2 separate regions of the Arachis hypogaea genome follow, and region 2 is linked to region 1. A link is a contact called in public Hi-C data. All regions are on one chromosome and are shown on one strand. The core of a region is the stretch at or near the end of the contact, and the rest is flanking DNA. Distances in the headings are between cores, read along the strand shown. Region 1 holds the start of LOC112727286. Region 2 holds the start of LOC112729224 (probable methyltransferase PMT11).

The links. Hi-C and Micro-C count contacts between places; a contact is called where the count stands out from the background.
Region 2: a contact with region 1 is called in a Hi-C map of an unstated tissue, with 5 times the contacts expected there. The contact joins the promoter of LOC112729224 here to the promoter of LOC112727286 in region 1. A contact is called at or near these places in 3 of 8 Hi-C or Micro-C datasets (leaf and an unstated tissue).

What each region holds. Positions count from the first base shown.
Region 1 is chr12:33,037,391-33,044,122 of arahy.Tifrunner.gnm2.J5K5, reverse strand. It overlaps LOC112727286, which reads right to left and starts at 5,326. Exons shown (of 5, transcript XM_025776968.2): 1 at 4,926-5,326; 2 at 3,971-4,210; 3 at 3,708-3,783; 4 at 2,812-2,938; 5 at 2,232-2,643. The coding sequence starts at 4,084. The coding sequence ends at 2,439. It overlaps LOC112727285, which reads left to right. Exons shown (of 3, transcript XM_025776967.3): 3 at 1-1,911. The coding sequence ends at 1,561.
Region 2 is chr12:33,324,878-33,331,469 of arahy.Tifrunner.gnm2.J5K5, reverse strand. LOC112729224 (probable methyltransferase PMT11) reads left to right here and starts at 3,130. Exons shown (of 3, transcript XM_072210447.1): 1 at 3,130-3,200; 2 at 3,365-3,442; 3 at 3,666-4,279. The coding sequence starts at 3,181. The coding sequence ends at 3,873. LOC112727288 (a long non-coding RNA gene) reads right to left here. Exons shown (of 6, transcript XR_011868462.1): 3 at 6,589-6,592; 4 at 6,402-6,497; 5 at 6,019-6,079; 6 at 5,402-5,670.

The DNA.
Region 1 (6,732 bases), core at 4,077-6,576:
TGGGAACCTGTTAAGAAAAGAGGAGTTTAGTTTATGTGTTCCAAGTGGAGATCCAAACAACGAACGAAAGGCTCTAGTTGGTGCAAAATCTGAAGTGGCCACTGCTGAAAGTATTTCTACCACCAAAAGCTCAAGAACTGAGAACGTTGTATCTGAAAAGGAAACCATTTTTCATGGTACTCCTGATAAAGTTGAAGGTATGTCTGGTAATCATGTATCTTCTAGTGAACTGCAGAAGCAACCTCAGAAAGGTATTCACCATAGCTTTGATCGCGTGAGGTCTGTGGATGCATTAGATACCAAAAAACTGGTTAATCCAAGTCCAACGCTTCACAGTATGGTGGGAGCCGGATTTTCTAAATCCGCTACCACTAGAAACACTTATGTATATGATGGCATTGAGAACACAAACACTTCTCCTAATAGTGTTTCTGAGGAAATGACCAGAAAGGGAAAAGGCCTTGTTAACCGCATGTCATATGGAGATCTTGGAACACAACACCAATCACATGAAAAGCAACATGACATGAAAGGCAGCAGAGCAAATCAAGAAAACAAAGAAATGGGGACTACTACAAGATATGGTCATCAACATTGGATGAGAACAAAGAGAGATGAGCTTCCATCAAGAATGACTTTCCATCGAAGCAGTTCCCAATCTCACTATGAAAGAAACAGAATGTCAAATCAATTGCACGATGACCTCTATCGCAATTCAAGGTTTCTTTCGCCTGACTCGTATGAGGACACCAACCAGGAAAAGATGAAACTGTTAAGAATGATCCACAACTTACAGGATCAGCTCAACAGAACTTTCCGTGTGAGTAGGGAAACAAAAAATGGAAGACTATCCACAGGAGTCTGTTATAAGGAAAAGCATATTCCTTCACATTATAACCATGACCTTCATGACAGACGATTTTCTCGTGGTGTGGATTATCTTAGATGCAACGAAAGATGTAATCATCAAGTTGGCTGTCACCAAAGGCATAAACTTTCTCAGATACCTTATTCAGATGAGGTAACAAGCAGTGTGCACCATATTTATCATTCTTGTCCAGAATGCTATCCTACAAAGCGGGATTTCCCAGCAAATTTGCCTCCGCGTGCTCTTTACCATCATGAAGAGTTATTCAGGTCTTATCCAGGCCTAGATAGCTACTCTCCTTGGCACTCTTATTCTTCCAGTCTGCAGTGGTCCACTACCTCTAGACTCCCAGTGTATGGAAGTGAAACAAAATCTGACACTCACAAGCATAGAGCTGACAAGTTAAGGAGATATTTAAGGGAGAAAGAACACATGACCAAGTGGAAATATCGGCCGGTAGCTGGTGGAGCTCCTTTTGTTACTTGTCATAAATGCTTGAACCTGCTGCGGTTGCCTGAAGATTTTCTCCATTCTAAAAGAGGACATTGCCAACTAAAATGCGGTGAATGTTCAGAGGTATTCAAGTTTTCGCCGCAGAACAGAAAACTAGCTTCTCATTCATCAAATGTTTCAGGCCCTCCATCAAGTGACCTCAGTGGAAGACCTACAAAATGTTCACAACTTCATCTATGATAGAACTATCGAACTCAAGAAAGAGAGTCATAGTCTCAACAGAATATCGATGTTTAGTGAATCTGAATTGAAAAGCTGGGGAGGACCAAGAATGTAAAGTTTCCTTGTCTAGTGTATCCATAGCTTCATCATTGTATAAATGATTTGTTGTGCATAGAAGTGGTTAATGTGGGTATTTTAAAGTCCTCATATAATTCTGAATTCAATTTCCAGATATGTAGTTAGCGTATTTATACACTGATAATATGATTAGATATTAAGGGTAGATCTCATATCCATGCCATGTAATCACTAAAACAAATGTGATCACATTGATATAACATTATACTAAAAATAGTCATGTTAAGTAATTTTTTTTTCTTTCTCTTTTCCTTCGTTTTTTTTTTTTTTTTTTACTTTTTTGTCAGTAAGTGGTTGGATTATAGATAGCATGGATTAAACAAAGTTGGAATCCATTTTATTCTGCTAGGTTTGAAACCTAAATTACTTTTGTATTTTGATTAGTAAGCTGTTATAGTCTCATTCTAGATAAACTTGATGAACCAAAGATGAAAAATAGAGGGCAACACCGAGGCTCAATTTTTTGATATTGTAGCAAAATATGTGATATACTTTGTTATTTTGTGCAAGTGAGTTTTAGTGTCAAACATAACTTAATGGCAACAACTCAAAAAACAAAATTTTTCAGGTATTCCTTCAAGAAGCATTCTACAATGGGTAGACTCCAAGTTATCAGGATGTTTTATGAGTTCCGCATCATGAAAATTTAAATAAAAGAGAGGGTAAAGAAGAGATTTCCTAATCTATTTTGATTGGTTTTTCCAGGGACCATCACTTGTATCATGGTTGGTTGGACCATGTAAGTTGGAACCACTGTTCAAGCATCTGTATCTGAACTGGATTCCGAGTCTTCTTCAATTTGACCCTCAAAAGGTCTCATCCGGTTCATATTGGCTTCCAATGGGGGTAGTCCATCATCATCATCGTTGTCGTTGTCATCATTCTCCTCTATCTTGCTTTCTTGTTGGGAGCTGCTCCTTTCATTTGAATCATCAACCATCTCAGATTTAAAAGTTTCAGGCCTACATGGAAACAATGAAGTATAAGATGTGCCTTTGATATGGTTACCAATGAAAACTGCCATATAAAATTCTAGTTGGATAATAAAACCCTGTTATCAAATGATTATTCAACAGGGAAACTCAATGCAAGTAGAACTCTAGAAATCAAAGCTGGAAATGAGAGCACACCATTCTGGAGATTTCTGAAGTGCTCGAACTTGCTCGTAGAAAAGAACCTGGGAAACAAGACAAGCCACCTTGCTACCAGATTCAAGAGCCTTTTCCTTTCCACTTTCATCAACTACAACAAAGCTCCCTGCACATTGAGAAATCAACTTGTAATGGTTAACAGATGAAGTGGAGGCCAAAGAAATTAATTCAAAAGAAACAGCCCAATTTCTATATATGCTGAACCGAAATTCATTCGCTGAGGGGTCAAAGTTACATAAAACACAGCGAGTTCCCTGAATAGATTATTCAAATAGCCATAATAAATGTTTCAACTACAAGTGTAGCAGTAGAATATAGATAACGGAATTAATAATTTCAATTCTGATGGGTAGGATTCGTTCAACAAATTGTGATGGTAACAAGAGTTGACACTGCTTTAAAACAGATCATATAACATATTAGCATTAAAGTTGTCCCAATACCCAAATGGACATAGAGAACCATCGTCCACTGGTTTACTAAGATAAAGAAACAATATTACTACTTACTAGAGAACAAAAGCAAAATGCTAAATTTTTTGTGTTAATGCTCAAATCAATCCTTGAAAGCTCAATTTAGTCCTGAAAATACCAACATAATGTGCCACATGACACTTAACTGTGACGTGTCAACTACAAGTTGACTCACGTTGGTTGGTATTTTTGAGATCAAATTGAGGCGTTGAGTCTTTTTGGGATCAAATTGAGGCGTTGAATCTTTCCGGAACTAAATTCACTCATATATGATCTTTCAAGGATAATTTTGTGCATTACTCCTTTATTTTTTCAACTTTTAGAAGACAAAACGAGATGGCATGTTCAATAGTCTCTAAATTAGAACAGTGGGTATTGCTTTACTGCTTACATAGAACAAACCTCGTCTTATCCACATGCTCTTCTGAAATTTAGCAGGAAACAGCGCTAATGATTTCTCACCGTGTGCATCCATGACCTTCGACACAAGAAAATAATCATAGTAGAAACACCAATAAGAACAATATGAACTATGAAGTGAGCTATCAAAAGATAACCATCCATTTAAAAGATTTGAATGGATAAGAATGTTACGAGGTTCATGGATCAAAACAAAAGTGATATGAAAAGATGATTTCGAAGATGTAGAAGTTGTGAAGAAGTACCTCAATGAGATTGGAGCCACGGAGAGAGACAACCTGCATGATGGATTGACCATCTTGAAGGGTAATGTGCCGTTCCTCCGTTGCTCTCTTCAAATTCTTCCTTCCTCCTCTCATGGCGAAAATTCACTTCTCCTAAATCAACTTAAACCTAATTTCACCACAGCAGAGCTAACAATGGTGCATTCACTCTGGCAGTGGTATATTTCACTGTGGAGCTCTAAGCTCCTGGAATTGGTTTCCCTGCGGAAATCAGAGTCATTATTGTTAGACATAACTAATGCAAAAAAGATAATAAACTACCAAGATTAGCATTTCCTTTTGTTTGATACAATAATAAAATAAAAATAACATTTTATATACTTTTTTTATATACTTAAAGGAAAAAATATCTACAACAGTGGAGCTAGGATCCAAGAATAAACTTGGTCAGGACTCAGGAGCAGTACCTATGCAAAATAACCAAAATAACCAAAACAGAACAAAACCCAGCAACACCATAACCTATTTGCCTTTTTTTTATGGTTAGCAGAAGCTCTAAGAGAGCACAGTAGCAGTCCAACGACCATGTCATACAAGTTCAAAGAAAGAGAAAAACGCAGCTCAACAACAAAAATAAATCAAACAACAAAAACCATCAATAGGATAACACTAGGCATATCAAATTAGGTATACAGTATCTATTTTCGTAAAATTTCATAAGACATCTGAACTGATTCTGTTCACCAATTTTGTCTCTCCCTCACTCACTTAACAGTGACATAATTCTATTTGCCACTTCCAGTTTTCACACCTTGAACCATAAGACAAATTATCATAACTCTAACTATTTGCCTATTACATCTGCTCTCACCTTCTAAGCTATTAACACCAAAAACTCAAAACCATATATCTGCACAAACACATTATTAGAAAGCAACTAAATATACTAATTAGAGAAAATAGAAAAAGAACGAACCAGAAACAGGACAGCTGAGGAGAAGCAGACTCAGAAGCACGAGCGGAGCAGCCGAGCAGGACAAAAAGCAGCGGCGGAAACAGAAGGGGACGCAGGAGGCGAACGAAGCAGCCGCGGGCGGAGGAACCAGAGGCAGAGGCGGATTCAAAAGCACGAGCCCGGACGCAGGAGGCGAACCAGTTCTCTCTTCTCTGATCTCTCTTGGAGGCTAGTGTGACTGTGTGAGTGTGAGAACGGAGACGCTGGAGTTGAACGGAGCAGGAGGAGACGTGGAAAACGTAGCTACAATTGCCGGAGGCGCTGACTCTGGCCGAGTGGGAAAACAGAGGGGGGGAAAGGAAGGGGAGAAGAGGAAGGTAGTAGTAGCAGCAGCAAGAGCAAAGGGTAGTTGGGGCGGGTTCAGATCATATAGGGTTTCTTTTGATTTTTTTAAGGGTAAAGAATTTTTTTTAAGTTACCAAAAAAAAATATATTTTTTAAATTTTATCAAAAATTTTAAAATTATTTTTAATTTTTAATTTTATTTTTAACATTGGAATTAAATTTTAATTTTAATTTTATTTTTAATTTTTTGATTATCAATAATTAATCAAATTTTTTTATATAGAGTTAATAAAAAATGAAAATAAGCATTATACCTGTCCAAGTGGTATAAAACGCACAATACTCAAGAAATGGAGCTTTTTCAAAAAAAATCTTTATGACAGTTCTACAAAAAGAGAGATGATGGTTGAGCTCATGAGAATAAGTACTACTTGTAATATATATTCTATCTGCGGTTATTTAATTCGGACCAATTCATTCGAATAGGGTTATTTATTCGACTCGTTGTGGATAGAATAGAGTGCAGTGCGAGTTTGTCTGCGAATAGAATAAGGTACGAATTTAGGATATACTCTATCGAATCTTATTCGCACAATATCTAAAAATTATGTATGTAATGAAAAAAAAAGAATGTTAAAAGCACAATTTTTCTTTTATAAAAATTTGAAATAACCACTAAATTAGTTGATAATTATATTATTTGTAATTTTATATTAGGTTTTTTAAAATTTTATATTGTTTTTAATTTTAATTTAAACTTATTTTTTATTTTCTATTTTATTAATATGTATGAAATTTAGAATGGTTGAGTTTTATATTTGTTTAAAAAAATTTTATTTTTCTACAAATAACAAGTAAGATAGAGTTTAAAACTTTAGGATGCGGCTAGAGTTAGGATTGAGAGATTCTCAATTCGCAGATAGAATTGGATCAAATTTTAAAAAAAAAATTAACCCGTAAATAAAGTTAGGTAGAGTCCAAACCTTAACATACTCTACCCATTACCAGCCCTGAGAATACGAGATAAAAATAGATTTGATGCCTTCTGAATTCATTAGCGAGTTTCATGGCTTGAAAGAATAACTCTCTAAGACTTATTCTCAAACACCTAAGAGTTTCGATCTAATCAAATTTTTCACATTAGGTACACTGTTTGGTCATTTGATTCTTCTGCTAGTGAATTATCTGGTGTAGAAGCATACATGATTTCTACACATGTAGAAATGTGATGTCATTGTAAAATCTTGACAGGTATATGTAAAAAAACATTTTTATTGTTGCAGTATTGTGCAGGACGTGTACAATAATTATCATGTAGAGGAGTGCGTTGGTTTTCGTTGAAGATGAAGTAGATTAACACTAATTAACAATTAATAATAACGGATTGTGATGATGGACTGAATTTTTTTTGGCATAGTGAGTGTATTCAAGTAATTACAAAAAGCATTCTAATTAGTTGGTTAGGTGCATATAGGTTGAGCCA
Region 2 (6,592 bases), core at 1,881-4,380, 290 kb before region 1:
TACTGATGTTGGGCCCTGTGCCTACACGTCAGTTAAGTGGGATGAAGGAGTTGGTGTTTCTTACAATGATGCCCTGGCTAGTATTTGTGAACATATCTCTTTAATAGATGGCATTACACCCACTCACAAAGCCCTAGGATATGAGCGTGCTCAACTGCACCGAATAGTCAATCATATTATTCTGCCTCAAAGCGGCTCATATCAAAGGGTTTCCTACACTGATACTCTTGTTTTATATGCCCTTCTCACCAAAACTGAAATTTCATTTGCATATTTGATGGTTAGATACATGTTTGAATCTGTTAGAAGTGAAAAGGACAAAGCTCTTCCTTATGGCATGTTCCTAATTTGAATTTTTGAGTATTTTGGTGTTGACTTGACCAATGAGAAATATGAAAATAGACATTCATATCTAAAGGGAGGTGGTTCAGTGAAACAGCAAAAAGGACCAACTCGATCTGAGAGAGTGGTTCTAGATGATGATGATGAAGATTTCATTCCTAATGATTCTACTGCTCCTTCCACTGAGGGTACTTCCATCTCTACTGGGAAGAAATCCACTATGCTGAATGTGGTCAGGGATGTTGCTCAAGAGTTTGTCTCCCAATCAAATCACTTGATTGAATTGAGCAAAGAGAAAAGGAAGCTGGCTAGCAAGCATGAGAACTTTCTGAAGAAATCAAGGGATAGGGTGGTTGTACTGATGATCTTCATTGACAACCTTCAAAATGATGAAGACATTGCCACGGATGTTGAAGAGGAAGCCGCTTCGGAGGGGAATGGTTCTGATGCCTAGGATTTGTCTCATAAAAACTGTTATTGCTACTTTTTTTTGTCTCATGAATGCTGCTTCTTTAGTTCTTTTAAACTGTTTCATTTTGGATGACTGTAATGACTCTGGATATTACTGCACCTTTGGTAGTTTAGTTAGCACTTTGAACTGTGCTCTAACTCTTTTCTGTAGGATACAAGACTTTTTTTTTGTTGATCTTGTTTATTATCCGCCCTTGATGACAAAAGGGGGAGTAATAGCAATAGGACCCTAGTAATTTTTTTGGGATTTTTGCTGCATCTATACTTGAGTTTACATGTTGAATAATCTTTGCTGCATTAATACTTGTTTTCACATGCTGAATCTGTTTGCTGATGGTAATAGCTTGATGTTGGGCTGATTATGATATGTTGCTATCTGATTCTGACCCTGATGTATTAAAGCTCTATTTTGGCCATTTAAACTATCACTGTTTGCTATACTTTTGGTTAGTACATAGCATCTGTTTAGTTCCATATAAGTATATGTAAACAGGAAAGAAGAGAAGAGCATAAATTCAGGGGGAGCTAACCTTGAAAAGGAAAGGGGGAGCAACATAAAAGCAAATGACAAAAATCAAAGGGAGTTTTCTAAACCTGACTCAAACTCATTTCCTTTTTGATTATTGCTTAAATCATGTTTGTCATCAAGGGGGAGATTGTTGAGTTAAGAAATTAACTAAATTAATTAGTGATGACAAACATTATTTTTGGGCAAAATAAATAATTAGTGTTGATTAATTATATTTACTTATTAACTAATTGTTTATTATTGCAGGCCAAATGTTAATAGCCCAAATGAAATAAAAAGAAATCAGCAAAGAATATTGGGCTGAAAGAAAAAATTAAAAGCCCAAGCAAAAGCAAAGAAAGAAGCCTAAGAAATCAAATCGGGCCAAATGGGTTACATAATCCAAACCCGTATCCATCCCACAAAGCTTCTCTTGTAAGATTGAATTCTTCACTCCTCCAAAGTGAGCAACGTTCCTCTCCTCTCTAATCAAGTCAAATCATGGCATCAGAAAAGTAAGAAAGAGAAAGAGAGAAAAAGCTTTCTCCCTAAGCCAGTAACCAAAGAAGCAAGAAAGAGAGAGTTAAAGCTTGAAGCACAGAAGCTAAAACAGAAAATCCAAACTAAATCAAGCTTAAGAAAGGTAATCCATCTCATCTTGCATGCATCAGATCTTCATCCCTTCTTCCCAACTCTCTGCACTACCCGAAAATGGCATTCAAGGAAAAGTTGTTCTCTGCCCTATTCTGCTTCACATCTACGGTCACAAGTGATACTTGGGGACCAAGTAGTTTTTCAATGGCTAAGATCAAGTTGACCATAAGAAGATTTCTATTGTTACTGTTTTGTGGCTTTCGTTCAAGTTGGAGAAGTCAGAAGCAAAGGTTCTACTTTGATGCTTGAGAAGAAAAAGTAAGCTTGTGGGTTGGTGAAGCTCAAGGCTCAAGGTGTTAACCTTGGAAGAAGAACTCAGCCACATGCAAGGAGATATAAGAAGCTTGCTGTTCATTCAGAAAGCAAGGAGAGAAAACCAGTGAATAGAGGTTATTGTTCTAAGAGAGTTCTTTGAAGAAGTTCAACTAACTGGACAGTGTAACCTAATCAAAGGTGCATTCCGCCAGTATGAAGAACTGAATCAGATGCTTGCTAATCTGGTTTTTCGCATAGCACAGAGGCTGTTGATGAAGTCAATCTCCTTCATGTTTTACTGATTGTAATGTTCTTTTCAATGTTTATCATTCTGTAATTTCTAGTGAGAAAAGGCATTGTGAGAAAACTCAAGTAAAAAAGCCATGAGTGGAAAAAGGCTGAGTGAAACACTTGAGAGAAAAGCCTAGAGTTATTTTCAGATTTCTTTAGGTGTGTTTATGTCTTGTATCTTGTACCTGTGAGGTATCCCTTTCTTAGTTGGGTTAGCACTAAGAGTGAATAGTTAGGTATTAGCATAGCCAAGGTCAAGTTAGGTTAGAACTTGAGTGTGAAAGGATTGGGTCAATCTTGAGTTATTGGTGTATGTAATACTGTTAACTATAGTGAAATTCTTCCATAGTTGTGGAGGAGACTGGATGTAGGTTGCATAGCACAAGGCAACCGAACCAGGATACATGCTGGTGTTAGCTTTTCTCTTCTCTGCTGTGTTCTGTTTTCTGATATTCATGAGACCAAAATAAATTGTCTCATAAATTTCCGCTGCTGAGTTCAAACAGAATCAGAATTGCATATTTGTTAAAAAAGGTAATAACAGCAACTAAAAAGGAAGGCATAGATTCAACCCCCCTTCTCTAAGCCTACCACAACCTTCAAATGTTGTTCCTGTTAGTAGCACAAATACCTTGCCAGTTATCTACGACCGTGGATTGATGGGAGTTATGCATGACTGGTATTTAACAAAACTTACTTAAGATATATTAAATACAAATGTTCACCTTGTGGTACTGAGGTTTCCCAATTCCATGTACTGAAAGAGCCTCTATATCAATTCCCCCAAATTACTTTTGCGATCTTGTTAGTGTTTTGTAATATTCTGCAATTTTTATAATTTAGGTGTGAAGCATTTGACACCTACCCAAGAACCTATGATTTTCTGCATGCTGCCAACCTTCTTTCTGCAGAGCGCAAAAGGTACCTTTTTCTTTTCTTATCAAGCTTGTATCTTTCCTCCTGGCTTATAATCATTACACTATTTCTGTTAATAATGAGAAAAATGAGAATTGTGGTTTGAATATCCAATCCGATATTCATCTTTCGTAATAGTAGCTTAGGAAATAACTATTTTATGATCGCTCTGCTCGACTGCAAAGTCCAGTATTGATAATGTCTATGTGTTGGATTTCTCTCTTATCAGATGCAATGTGTCATCTATTATGCTTGAGATGGACCGAATACTAAGACCAGGAGGACGGGTATACATCCGCGATTCTATTGCCATCATGGATGAAATTCAAGACATTGCCAAGGCAATGGGGTGGCAAGTCACATTGAGAGATACATCTGAGGGGCCTCATGCTAGTTATAGAGTATTGGTGTGTGACAAGCACCTGCTACATGCTTGAAACAAAATGGGAAGGTATGCATAAACATGAAATGGAACACATGTTTTGCTTTGATCCTACAAATAGTGGAAGTGAAGTCATACAACATGAAATCCTGTTTGTCATTTCAGAAATATAGGAAGATTTTAAGTGGCTAGTATCACTCACTTGTTACTTAAAGAGGTCAAAAAGTGATGAGTGTTGGAAGCATTTTTTTGGTTGATACTAGGCATGAGATGCGCGATCCCGAAAAGCTGGGTAAGTCAGGTGCATCATCTAACTTAGTTGTAACATTCAATTTATTTGTATATTACAAAGCTATTCCACATATATTCATTGTTGATTATTCCAAATAGAACAAATCATCTATGTACGATTTTGATACATTTTTCCCATTGATTTATAAGTAGTTTCCAAATAAGGTATACATTTTCTTCTTGATTGAAGAAAAATCATGCTCTAGGGTCAGCTTCGCAGAGAGAGAGATGAGAGAAAGTGAGAAGAGAGAGAGACTAATGGGAGTAAGGGAGTGAGAAAGGAAAGAAGACGCGAAAAGAGAGGAAGGAGGAGGTCGCCAGCGTTGATGGTGGCTGACGGAGGTGCCGCTGTGCGGCAGTGATGAAGGCAGGAAGAATGGAAGGGAAAAAGAACGAAGGAAAAAGAAAAGGCAGAGAAATTCGAAACAGGATTGGGGGAGGTTACAAAAACGGTGTCGTTTTTGTCTCCAAGGACTTATATGTCCTGTTACGAAATGCTCCATGCCACCTGGCCTTCGTTACGGCCACCTCAGTGCCACCTCTGCCAGCTCATCCTTTTCCGTCCAATGCAAACGGCTGAATTCAACGGAAGGATATAAATGTCTACGTTTTTCAGGGGTCAGGGACTTGAATGTATTTTCCATTCCTTGAGGACAAAAATGTCCGCAAAAAAAAAAGTCAGGGACGAAAATATCCTTTACTCTATAATTTTTTTGTTAAAAAGCATAAAAATTTTAAACATAGCATGTTTTATTGATCTTGTTTTTATTCTTTTATCATGTTTACAACAAGAGATATCTACATCTTGTCTTATATCATCTGTTTATATTCTCACTATTCCATCAAAGAGTTTCATTTAGTAAGTGGAGAGAAACTCTTCCATTTTCAAATTTCAATAATTATTGAGACTTCAAAGTAATTTTTTAATTCAATAATTACTCATATTTCTGATTTTGGGTGGTGGATATATATGGGCACTAAGAAATTTGAATTAGGGTTTATATAGTTAAAAAATTTGAGGCTTTTGTCAAATTGTGCGAGATTATGTTAAATTGATAACATTATTAGCTTACATATATTATCGTTGTCTTTTTCCTTTTCTCTTTAAGCTGTCTTCAATTTAGAAAGAAAATCTTACGAGATCAAAACAAATTTCGTTAGCTTCAGTCACCTGATACATTTCAAATATGGATCTTCAATGAAACCTTCTATGGCTTTAAAGAGGATCTCACATTTTAAATTTTCAATAGTTCAAACACAGTAGTAAAAATTCTCAAAAAGTTCAAACACAGTAGTAAAAATTCTCAAAAAATTTATTATAACGTAGTAACGCAATTATCATCCCACATAATACAATCTAACAAGCAAGCGAATGTCAAAAATATAAGATTAACGACGGTGCACAACAGGCATGAGATGCGCAATTTCTGTTGAGAGCTTGAAGAAACTCCAAAGTCAGTTCATATCAAACTGCTACAGGATATTTTCCTAGTCAGCTACACTAAATGCAACTAATATGAATCATGAAGTCACCATCTACATATACTGCTTGAACACATACCTGCGATTAAAATGTAACTACACAATTTGGTCAAACTGGTGGAGCAAGAGCAATCTTTCTAGTACTGAAGAAAGTAGCAAAAGATTGCTAGCATTGTTACCAAAAACAGTTTATGTATAGCTTCAGCAATAAAATCATTTTGAAGAGCATTTTAAATGTAATTCTATATTAAAAGGGCTTCAGGGGTTGCTTTACAAAGAATCCACATTTACTTGCGAATTTGGCGAAAGACATGTGAAAAATGGATACTAACTTGCTAAATTTTTAATAAAAGGCTATCTCGCAATGCTAGGTAAATTTACAATAATTAAAATACATATTAGAAGGGAGGAAATGGATTGCACTCACCTCCTGAAGAACTCAGTAACATATCGTATCACGAACCACATTAATACAATCAGCAAAATATCTGGAAAAGTTTAGGAACATATACAAGCAGTACCACAACAGACAAGATTGCACATGAATTCAAGGAACTCAACTTTGCGCTTTTTGTCGAATAATGTTCTGAAATAACTTTTGGAAAGAAAAAAAATTATCTAAATTAAAATGATCCAAAATGGTAAAGTATCTCCAATATGGTTTCATTTATCTTTTCTTGGCATAAAAGACACACATTTCTCGCACATAAATATCTAGAAATGATTTGAGTTTTAGATCAGTTGAAAAAAGAAAAAGAAAAAATGTAAATGAGGTAAAAGCCATGTAGAAGAGACTGCAATAGAGGATACTAAAAGTACAGCGTTCCCACCAATCCAACATATAAAGGCCAAAAGTAACATTGTAGAGGAAGATCTTACGCTGAATCCAATTCATTTCTCCCATGGCTGCAAAAAGAATAATAGTAATTTTGTTCAGAATGTACTCAACAGCAATAAAACTTATTTCGAAATACTTTTCAGCATATATCATGCTCACCAGA